Linked DNA regions of Callithrix jacchus: region 2 is linked to region 1. Evidence: chromatin contacts called from public Hi-C data. All regions are on one chromosome and are shown on one strand. The core of a region is the stretch at or near the end of the contact, and the rest is flanking DNA. Distances in the headings are between cores, read along the strand shown. Region 1 overlaps BCOR (BCL6 corepressor). Region 2 has its middle 89 kb from the start of BCOR.

Evidence for each region. Hi-C and Micro-C count contacts between places; a contact is called where the count stands out from the background.
Region 2: a contact with region 1 is called in a Hi-C map of skeletal muscle, with 4 times the contacts expected there. The contact joins two enhancer-like sites. A contact is called at or near these places in 2 of 3 Hi-C or Micro-C datasets (induced pluripotent stem cells and skeletal muscle).

The regions. Positions count from the first base shown.
Region 1 is chrX:40,941,800-40,947,314 of calJac240_pri, forward strand. All of the region lies in intron 1 of BCOR (BCL6 corepressor), which reads right to left. Among named protein-coding and RNA genes, the nearest start is that of BCOR, 84 kb to the right of the region's middle. Within about 2 kb of position 2,817, at least 5 of the 16 cell types and tissues checked have an H3K27ac peak or open chromatin away from gene starts, as enhancers often do. A contact at or near this core is called in skeletal muscle, where this site is marked.
Region 2 is chrX:41,114,101-41,119,615 of calJac240_pri, forward strand. No RefSeq gene overlaps it. Among named protein-coding and RNA genes, the nearest start is that of BCOR, 89 kb to the left of the region's middle. Within about 2 kb of position 2,906, at least 8 of the 16 cell types and tissues checked have an H3K27ac peak or open chromatin away from gene starts, as enhancers often do. A contact at or near this core is called in skeletal muscle, where this site is marked.

The DNA of each region.
Region 1 (5,515 bases), core at 1,567-4,066:
CCGTTCCTGAGACCCTCGACTGTAAACACCTGGAGGTGAGCTTGCGCACCAAAAGGGAGCCTTCTACAGAAATACAGCAGAAAGGCATCGTTAATGAACTCCACCCAACAAAAAGTCAGATATCCCTTCCTGAGGAACGTGTTGAGGGCAACCAGAGAAAGCCGTCGGGCAGGGCTGGAGACCAGTGGACGCCCCTGGCCAAGTGCGGCGCGACGAACGCGGCTCGGCTACCACCCGGGCAGCCGGGGGAGGTCATTTATTCCTGCCCCGGCGGCTTCTCCTGGCTCCACTGCCTAGGCCTCAGTAGCGCGTCCGGTTTTGCAAACAGACGGAATCCCGTCGGCCATAAACATTGGCAAAAGAAGCCGGGGCGGGCCAGTGCCAGCCCAGGCCTCCCCACCCTGCTCTGGGCGAGGTCCCCACCAGGTCCGTTCCAGAAGATGGGCGGGGGCACCGAGGCGAGAAGAAGGTTCTCTGCTGACCCGCAGCACTGCTTTCCTCCACCCCTCGGCGGCCCCCAGGCCGCGGGTGTGACCTCGGGGCCTAACAAAGGGCCGTGAGAGCTCCTTTCGGCCTCCGGCCGCCAGGAGAGGGGTGGGGCGCGGCGGCCGAGGTGGACCCACGAAGTTGCCCCGCCCCGCCTCTCCGGGTCCTCCGGGCCCGGTGCCCTCGAGGAAACCCCCGGGGTGCCATTCTCAGGGCTGCCCGCGGCTCCAGAGGACCATCCTGAGGCCTGCAAGCCTCCCGCCCAGTGCGGCGGGAGCCTGCCCTACTCGGACCCGCGCGGGCTCCACCCAAGTGCGGTCTTCCCAATAAAGCTGGAATTCCCGGCTGGGCTTAGACAAAGAGGGACCGCAGCAAATCGACGCCGCGGGCAAACCAAACCGTAGCCGGAGTTTACGTGCGCGTCTGGGGTCACCGAGGCGCCTGCTAATCCACCCAACACAGGCCGTCCCCGCCACGATCTCTTCCAGAAAAAAAAAATGAAAGCATACCTTCCTTTGATTCCTCCCAGAGGCCGCACGTCTTCCTGTTCTCCTTCCCAGCCCACAGAGGCCCTGTTCCACCTTAGCAGATTGGACCCCAACAGTGCAAGAGCCATTCCTCGTGATCACAAAGTGGAAAGCTACTTCCCGGGTGCCTATACGATCCAGCCACTCCAGGTCAGGAACTCAAAGTCTCTTCAGAAAGCCTCCTACCTGCTCATCACCAACCCGCTGCCCGCTCCACCTCACCCCTAGAAGGGAAAGAAACTATAACGAGAAGTAATCCTAGCTCACTGCACACCATCCACCCTTTAGGCTGCTAGCTTGGCCCTCAGTTTCCTTCAGGCCAAAGACACATTATTTCCCTGTGAATTAAGTGTGTGAATGTGGTGGTGTGGTCCACTCTTCCGTACCCAAGTCGGTCTCAGTCATTCGGCAGTAAAGTCTTCGGGAGGCCTGGAGGAGCGTTTGTCATTCAGCCTGTGTATCTAAGCATGGATGTATGCATATGAATGCTTTTTGTGTTTCCAAGTGACCCTCTTCACACCTTTAAATGGGCTATTGTCTCTGGAACGCAGTTACAGAAATTCTGCCCCAGTTTCCAGCTCAACGAAGTCTGGGATTTTTCTCTCCGAATTCTCGCTATACATCTCTGTATTTGCATACCCATGTTTACATTCCCCTCGGCCAGTTCTTTATCTCTTATGTATCTCTTGTTCCATTTGGGCATCGGAGCCCAAGTGTCTTGATTTGTCTCAGCACATGTCATTCAGGCGCACATCTTAATCTGAGCATTCCTACTACTGCCATTCTTCTGGCTTTGCCTATAAAGTGGCTCTTTCCTAGGCCAGACCAATATGGGTTTGCAGCTGAAATGTAAATAGAGGATCCCTTAAGACCACAAACTCTTAAAGGAAGGAGGAGACTGGAATGTTAGTAATGAGTTATTTATGGGTGGGTAACTCATCCACCCATTTCGAGCTCTAGAAAGAACTAGACAAATTTTTGCAGAAGTGTATTAAAATTTTAGACCTATTTAATAATAACCCCTAATATATGTATACAAATGATGGATCTCATAACACATCAGTGTCCAACTCCTCTTTGGAGGCCGTCTACTTGCACATCCCTAACTCCCCACAAGTTCATGGTTAAAAGTGTGTCTATATAGAGACAACTCAAAGACTCGTTGCTGTCTTCAACGCATACCTGTACATGGTGGCGGGGCACTTCAGGCTCAGATCCTCGGTCTGCAGTAGTCATGGTCAGAGGCCCCACCCACCTACAGCTCTGTGCAGACCTTCCCGTCCTTGAACACCCGCATGAATTCTCTTTGGGAACATTGAGTCTACATCTGTCTTCCAAAGTCAGTTCTTTAAGTGAGGGGGTTCATTGTGTGTGTTCACAGCTCCCGGACTGAGAACTACCTGGTCAAACTAGATCGTCTAGAAGCTGCGTTTGGTTTGTGGAAGAATCGAGCCCGATGCACCAGGATGTGACCGTGCACACACAAGAAGAGAAAGGAAAACCCTAGGCCCAGACTCACACCTCCTTCCCACCGAGAGCTACTCTGCCTTTAGGAATTTCTACTAGGCTCTTTGCTCCCCTTTCCCTATTACACTACCCCACCATGGCCTTCAAAGGGTTAAGAGAAACCCCCACAGCCTTTCCTCCACCCAGCACGCTGGGCCCGCAGGCTAGCTAGCTTACTCGCAGCTCACGGAGTCTGCTGCCGTCTCCGCGCCCCCCCACCCCCAGTCCTTCAGCCGAGAGGGAGCCTGCATGCCTGTCTAGACCGATCTATCACCGGCACACCAACAACACCCGCGAGAGCACGGAGACCCTGACGAGGTCCCCCGGCCCGCACGGTTCCCGCACGGTTCACGGCGGACAGAACCCAGGGAGCGTGACTGCGCCTGCGGGGTGTGGGTAGGGGACCCACAGGCGCTGGCCGCCCGGAGCGCACCACGGGTCCTCCCCGGCCCTGGCCCCCCGCGCTCCCACCAGCCCGGCTGCCGGGGCACAGTCACAGCTCCGCACACTGGGCAGTCCTATTTTTATCTTGTCTAATCCCAAACTGGGCGGGGAGCACAGGCGTCGTGCTTAGAGAACAAGAGATAGGCGAGGGAGGCGGGGAGGAGCAGCCAGGCAGCGACGCGAGCGGGAGCGAGTTAAAGACACAGTGGAGGCGACCGCCGGCAAGAAGAAAGAGCGGGCTGCACGGGCCTCGAGGCGCCGCACGCAACGCGCCGCCCCGCGAAGTTACACTCGCCTCCCCGCCGTCCCTCGCAACCGGCCCCTCCCCACTTCCCAGCGGCGCTTTCCGCGGCCGGGACGGCGGGGCCCCGGCCTGTGTGGGAGGCGGAGGGCCAGAACTGCCCTGCAAAGGGCTGGAGAGAATCGCTAATGAGCTGTGCAGCCCATTGATCCGGAGAACACTTCCTAATTAACTCTCAGTCACCTACTGGTGACAGCGCCTCAAAGGACAGCGCTGGGGCCAGCCGAGCCCCAGCACCAACTTGCCGGCCCGGCGCCTGGCGCCCGAAACCGCGTTCCCCTAAACACCCCAAGGCAATTGGCGTGCGTGGCAGTGTATACCCGCACACCGAAAGCCAGCCTCGGATTAAACCTGGACGGCATATTAATCATCGCCTCCCCTCGTTGCTCTACCCGCTAAAACCGTGCCCAAAATAAACACGAAAACCAACACTGCAAAACCCAGACCAGATAACAGGTCGAGGGTAGAGTGGGAAGAGTCGAGAAGCGAGCGTATTCCCTAAGTGTCCACGTACAGGAGTCTTTGAGGCTGACAATTTAAATGCCTTCCACGCAAGCAATTCTGTTGGCAAAACCGAACCCAACACTTCGTAAGGACTGACTTCGGCCCGCGGTGTCCGTTTCCAGTACCACAGGAAGTGTCAGATGGCTAGAAATACACCCAAGTCTGTCTGCACTCACCACCCACCACCCACCATCCTCTGGGGTGGGCCACTTCCTCCGCGTTTTTACTCCCAGGCCATTTTAAGGATCTTTCTCCAAGAGACTACCCCTAGAACCAAATACCACACTACCCCTCCCCTAGCCTCTTCTCAAAACGAAAAAAGTGGGGGGGGACACAGCTAAAACCCCGAGCTGTCTAGTCTAGACGCAGCAAGGCTGTGCGAATACCTATTTGAAGCGCGCTGGTTTCTTTTTAAGGTTTGTTTCTAAATACACATAACCCTCCTCCTTCCTTCTTCGCTCTTCCATTTCCCCCACCCCCACCCTCCAGACGCCGGAGGCGCGCGCCGTGGCGCGCGAGCACTCACAGCATCTAGCTGGAGATCGCGGACTTTCTGGAAAAGATTCATTAACAGCAAATTATGCCTCTCCCGGCCACGGCCTACACACGACGCCAGACTCGTCCGTCTCCGGGACCCCGGGACGTGCCCACTAGAGCGTGCGAGCGGCGGGAAGCCCGCCGGGACCACGGGTGCCTCCCGCCGCCCTACTCCGCACACGGCGCCCCAAGGCTCGTTCAATAAACACCAGGCGCTCGTCGCCGCCGCCGCGAGCCCCCGAGTTGTCGGAGGCACTGCAGAACAGCCGCCCGTCGGCTCCGAGCGCGGGTTCCGCGGCGCCTTGCCCTCCCCGCCTAGGCTGAGGATCGTGCCCCGGTACGCAAGTTCCTCTTCGCCTGGAGCCTCCGAGCCACACGTCCTCCGAGTGGGACCAACTTCCTCCCGCCGCAGATTTTCACACGCCCATCAGGGCTACCCACCAGACTCCCCATCGCCCAGCGGAGGGCCCGGGTCTCGCCTGCCCCCGCCCTCCCTCTGCGCCGCTGCCCCCGCAGAGGCACATTCTACACCCACCCCTGGGGGTTGAGAACTTAAAACTTACCCGGAACGTCGGGGAGAGAGAGGAGGGAGGAAGGGGGAGGGGGTCACAGATTTTAATCTTAAAAGAACATTTACAAAACAAAGCGTCTGACCTGGCTGGCGGGCGGGCCAAGTCGGAACCCCTGGCTCTCCTAGAATTCTTAGTAGTTTTTTTTTTTTTTTAAATCCATGTGATTCGCGCTTTGGGGCAAGCCGAGAAAAAACGAGACTCCCCTTCCGAGTTGCGCGGCAGCGACGGCAGGTCGAGCTCGGCTCGGCTGGAGGCACCCGCCACACACCCTCGCGCACGCACACGCCGTCGTTCCACTTGGAGGAACGACCGGCCCCGGAGAGGCGAGACAAGGCGGCGGCTGGGGTTTTTTACAGTTCTTTCCCGAGTCGAAAAAGAAAGCAGACGACAACCCGCCGCCCTCCCCTTCCTGCTCGCGAGCTAACGCCGAACCCAGCTTCCCAGCTTCCAGCCCACCTCCCCCCCCTCCGCCCGACTCGCGGCGCTCAGCGGCGACCGCGCTCCCGCGCACAGACACACACAGGCTGCAAACTTCCACTCCGCGAACTCCCTGCTCTCCTCCCGGCCCCCCCGGAGGCGCCAGGTCCCCAGCCGCGCCCCCTCCCTTCCCTGGTGCCCACGCGGGGCCGCTTAGGTTG
Region 2 (5,515 bases), core at 1,656-4,155, 170 kb after region 1:
TTGTCAGCACCTAATTTCCTGTGTTAAATCTCATCTTGCTTAAAATACCTGGAGAGGTTTGGCCGAGTGCGGTGGCTCATGCCTGTAATCCCAGTACTTTGGGAGGCCAAGGTGGGCGGATCACGAAGTCAGTAGTTGGAGATCAGCCTGGCCAACATGGCAAAACCCAGTACCTACTAAAAATACAAAAATTAGTCGGGTGTGGTGGTGCATGCATGTAATCCCAGCTACTCAGGAGGCTGAGGCAGGAGACTCACTTGAACCCAGGAGGTGGAGGTTGCAGTGAGCCAAGATCATGCCATTGCACTGCTGCCTGAGCAACAAGAGTGAAACTCCGTCTCAAAAAAAAAGAAAAGAAAAAATAGCTGGAGAGGTTCTCCCTTTCCTGCAATTGAACTCCAACTGCTATCGGGGTAACCCCATTTGCTCACAAGATTATTGATGCAATGAAACAAGATGGTAAAGTCCTTTATGTATGCTAGGTGTTTTCCAAAAATGGGTATCTTTTTTCAGAGGTGACTAAATGTGATAGAAACCCTGTGACAAGCCACCCTAATTTGTACAAGCTCTCAGCCAGTTGCTTTACATAGAGTTGCTGGGGCAGGAAACAACGTGAAAGAATTCAGGTTCTTTGGGTGGGTCGCCTGATTTCAAAGGCTCATCAGGTCCTTGTACTTATTTGGGGGAATTCTGCCTTCCTGCCTACCACTAGAGCAATGACTGGCACCACAGGCATGGCACAGGCAGCTGGGAAGGATGATGGACTTCGTGGTGTGAGCCCAGAAGGTCAGCTGCCAGAGATCCTCCCCTGTCTGTGACTGTGCTCCACCATGATCACTATTAATTCATGTTAAAGCACACCGTTTAGGCTGGGTGTGGTGGCTCACGCCTGTGATCCCAGCACTTTGGGAGGCTGAGGTGGGCGGATCACTTGAGTTTGAGACCAGCCTGGCCAACATGGTGAAACCCCATCTCTACTAATAATACAAACATTAGCTGGGCGCAGTAACTCGTGCCTATAATCCCAGCACTTTGGGAGGCTGAGGCAGGCAGATGAGTTAAGGCCAAGAGTTTGAGACCAGCCTGGCCAATATAGTGAAACCCTGTCTATAATAAAAATACAAAAATTACCTTGGGTGTCAGAGGCATGGTATCATGTGCCTGTAGCCCCAGCTACTCAGGAGGCTGAGGCAGGAGAATTGCTTGAATCCGAGAGGCGGAAGTTGCAGTGAGGTGAGATCGTGCTACTGTCCTCCAGCCTGGGCAACAGAGTGAGACTCTGTCTCAAAAAAAAAAAAAAAAAAAAATTGCACTTTGGGAGGCCGAGGTGGGTGGATCACGAAGTCAAGAGATCGAGACCATCCTGGTCAACATGGTGAAACCCCGTCTCTACTAAAAATACAAAAAATTAGCTGGGCACGGTGGCGTGTGCCTGTAATCCCAGCTACTCAGGAGGCTGAGGCGGGAGAATTGCTTGAACCCAGGAGGCGGAGGTTGCGGTGAGCCGAGATCGTGCCATTGCACTCCAGCCTGGGTAACAAGAGGGAAACTCCGTCTCAAAAAAAAAAAAAAAAAAAAAATTAGCTGTGCGTGGTGATGTGCGCCTCTAATCGCAGCTGCTCAGGAGGCTGAGGCAGGAGAATCACTTGAACTCAGGAAGCGGAGATTGCAGTGAGTGGAGATTGTGCCACTGCACTCCAGCCTGGGCGACAAATCAAGGCTCGTCTCAAAAAAAAAAAAAGCACACTCTTTAATTCCTGACTCCTCCCAGTGAAATCTCCACAAGATTATTTACAAAACCTTTCCTTCCCCTCCGATCAGATTTGAAGAACAGGTGGACAAAAGGATCTTGCTTTCTGTGGTGAAGAATGTTCTCATGGCCGTGGCATTGGCCTCCTAAGTTAAGAGTTTCCACAGAAAACAACTGAGAGTATGTAAATTCTACAGGGACAGGCTGCTTGGGAAGAAGTTCAAAAGGCAAGGCTGGGCTTGAGGACTGGGCCACCCGTGCTGCAGGGCTCCGGGTGCAGAGAAAGGAGTGGAACGCAGAATTGGAGAGAGTGCGTGAAAGTAAAGGGGGCTCCTGGAAAGCCCCCCACCCTGTTCAGTGGACACAATGCTTCTGTCCCCTCGTAGATCCAAATCCCTCATCTCCCCGTCTCTCACCCTCTTGCTCTCTGCCATTCTATTTCCTACCACAAAATGGGGACCCTTTGTGGAGTGTGGAGCCGGGCAGGTGGCCCTGGGCGCCGCCAAGCTGGGTGGAATCTGGGCTGGGGTTGGCTGCCAGAACAATCCAGGCTCCACTCCAGTCCGTCAGGGGCTTGAGGCTGGGTGGGCGAGACAAATTGTTTCAATGGTTTTCAGGAGCCCTAATCAATTGCGAGGCAGAGCAAAGCCCTCTGGGGACAGATAAATCCAGCCCTGAGCTCGGTGCCCAGTTGGAGTTTCTGTGGTTTGAACTTTTGTGTGGTTTGGACAAGTTCGCCAGGCTTTGCTAGGGCGCTTTATTCTGTTTCCAAACTGCAGTAGAGGGAGGCAAACGGCCCTTGAACCCTACAAGCCACTCCTGAAATGCGATAGGTGGCCTGTCCTCTCTCCGGCATGGTCCCAAAGGCTCAGGGAAGAGAAGCCGGGCAGGTCCGGGCCATACCCCGCGTTCCTGGTTCCCGCTGGTGGCTCCGGGCGTAGACATTTCTAGAAACGCTTCCCCGCCTAAGGCTGGCTAGACCTTCGCGTTGGGGAGCTGAGCTGCTGCAGGTTTGATTGTCTGCTCCTGCTTCAAAACTAGAAAGACGAATTCCCACTTTTGGATTCCATCTTCTGCCGCGGACGCCTCCAGGACGCACAGCCGCCCTGCGCGGAGGAAGCCCGGGACGCTGGGGACACCGCCTGGAGCCTCCGCGCATAGCATCGGGGCGTTTTTTCCTTCCAGCTGGAGGCTTCCCATTTAACCTCTAAGGTGCCAGAAGATCCGGATCGCTCGCGGGCAGGCCTTTGGCTGGCTCCGGGCGAGGCTGGGACCCCAGACCCGCGTGCCGCTGGCAGGCACCTGGCGCGCAGATGTCTGGGGCGCTGTGCGCTGGAGAGAAAGTCTGCCCAGCGAGGTGGACGGACGCTGGGCCTGCGGGGACCCATCTGACAACGCCCGGTCCCCAGGGAAGCCTGTGCGAACCTGCGGGGGGCCAGGGTAAAATAGAACCAGGAACATGTGTTGCTTGGGAGGGAAGCCGGGGCGCATGGCTTGTCTCAGTAGTGCTGGCACTCTCCAGGGACCTTCCTGCTTCCACAGAAGGTGGGGACGGGGAGGCGAGCATGGAGAGAGAGAAAGGGAAGTGGGAAGAAATTGGTCACGGAGGAAGCTATTTTTATGCTTTGCTACAGCTGCGTGCGTTTTTCTGACCAGCTAGGCAGCGAAAATTAGACCGGCTTGGGCTGAAAACAGGCCCTAAACTTCACGGGGGGGTGAGGGTAGTGGGACACGCGCAGGAAAGGGGAGGAGAAGGGGAAATCCCCATGGATCTGGCAAACCCCAGTGTCCCAGAAGCTTTCACCGTGCAGAGAACAAGCCCCTCTGCCCTCCCCAGCTCCAGATGCCCCAACTTTTACCTTGGGTGTCAGAGGCATCCTCTCCACTCTGTGTGACATCTTGGGCATGACACAGCCAAGACTGGGAGTTAGTTCATCAGGGTCTTCTGCTTTTAGGCCTCGGAGGACCTTATCCCCTTTGGAAGGGGTGCCAGACCTCCTGGGTGGCCTCCGGCACCACTAAGTCGCTCGGGCACCTGGAGAAATGGCAAAGGTCCCAAACAGGAAACCAAGATTGGAAGTGAGGGCCCTAGAATTAGAATCTTTTGGGGTCTATGATTGTCTAGGTCAGCAGTTCCCAAAGTGTGGTCTGAGGATCCCTGCGGTTCCCTGAGCCCTTTTCAGACTGTTCTTTTCTAACTGCAAAGCTCCATTAGGCTGGATTTTCTTCAACAAAAACAACATATCACAACACAGTGGGTGCCCAAGCCACTATGAGGAAGCAGCTGTCTTCGATTAGGCCAGATATTGAAGAGGTTTGCAAAAACGTAAAACGATGCCTCTTTTCTCCTGAAACTTGTTTGTCGGTTTGTTTTGGAAAATAGGGTTATTTTAAAATAAAATTGTGCTATTGACGTTACCATGCATTTTATCCATCGCTGTGTAACAAGTTACCCCCAAAATGTAATGGCTGAAAACAACAGACATTTATTATCTCACACGGTTTCTGTAGGTCAGGAATCTGGGAGCAACTTAGCTGGGTGGTTCTGGCTCAGGTCTTTTAGGAGACTAATCAGGGTGTGTTCCAGGGGTGCGATCTTCTGAGGCTCAGCCAGGGAAAAATCCACGTCCAGGTTCACTCATGCGGCTGCTGGCAGGCCTGGTTTTTTGCTACAAGGGCCTGTCCACAGGGCTGCCTCGTGACAAGGCAGCTGGCTCCTCCTAGAGAGAGAAAAGAGGGCACCCAAGACAGAAGGCACAGTCTTTTTATAATCTAATTTTGGAAGCCACCTTCCTATAGGACAATAGATCTATTAGGAGTGAGTCTGTAAGTCCAGCTAGTGTTCAAGGGGAGGGAATTACTCAAGGGTGTGGGTGACAGAAGGTGGGAAATTACTGGGCATCGTCTTAGAGGCTGCCCACCACACGTGTAATATATTCATGATTGTTATTTTTAGATCAATCAATGTATAAATATTAAAAATGTTCCTGTTTTCATTTTTAATGTGGGAAATATTTATAAGACCAATATAGCCAAAAGCATTTTGGAGTCCTCGATAATAAATAAAAGTCTGGCCGGGCACAGTGACTCACGCCTGTAATCCTAGCACTTTGGGAGGCCAAGGTGGTCAGATCACAAGGTCAGGAGTTTGAGACCAGCCTGGCCAATGTGGTGAAACCCTGTCTCTACTAAAAATACAAAAATTATCCGGGCATGGTGGCGCCTGCCTGTAGTCCCAGCTACTAGGGAGGCTGAGGCAGGTCTCTTAGGAGACTAATCAGGGTGTGTTCCAGGGGTGCGATCTTCTGAGGCTCAGCCAGGGAAAAATCCACGTCCAGGTTCACTCATGCAGCTGCTGGCAGGGAGGCAGAAGTTGCAGTGAGCCGAGATTGTGCCACTGGCACTCCAGCCTGGGCGACAAAGCAAGTCTCAAAAAAATAAATAAATAAGTAAGTCAAGGAGTTGCAAGACCTAAAGGTTTGACAACTGCTGGTCTAGGTTTGTGGTATTTACAGGAGAAGTAAACGCGTCTATGTGGGGGCCAATCCATCCACCCATCTTCCACCCACTCATCTACCCATCTATCCATCCAACCATCCATCTATCTATACATCTATCCAACCATTCATCCCTCTCTCCCTCCCTCCCTTCATCCCTGTATCCATCCATCCACCTACTCAGCTATCCACCCATACGTGCAATCAAAATGTTCCAAATACTGGGCTAGGGCTGGTGCTTTACCAGTAAACAAGATCGCCAGTGATT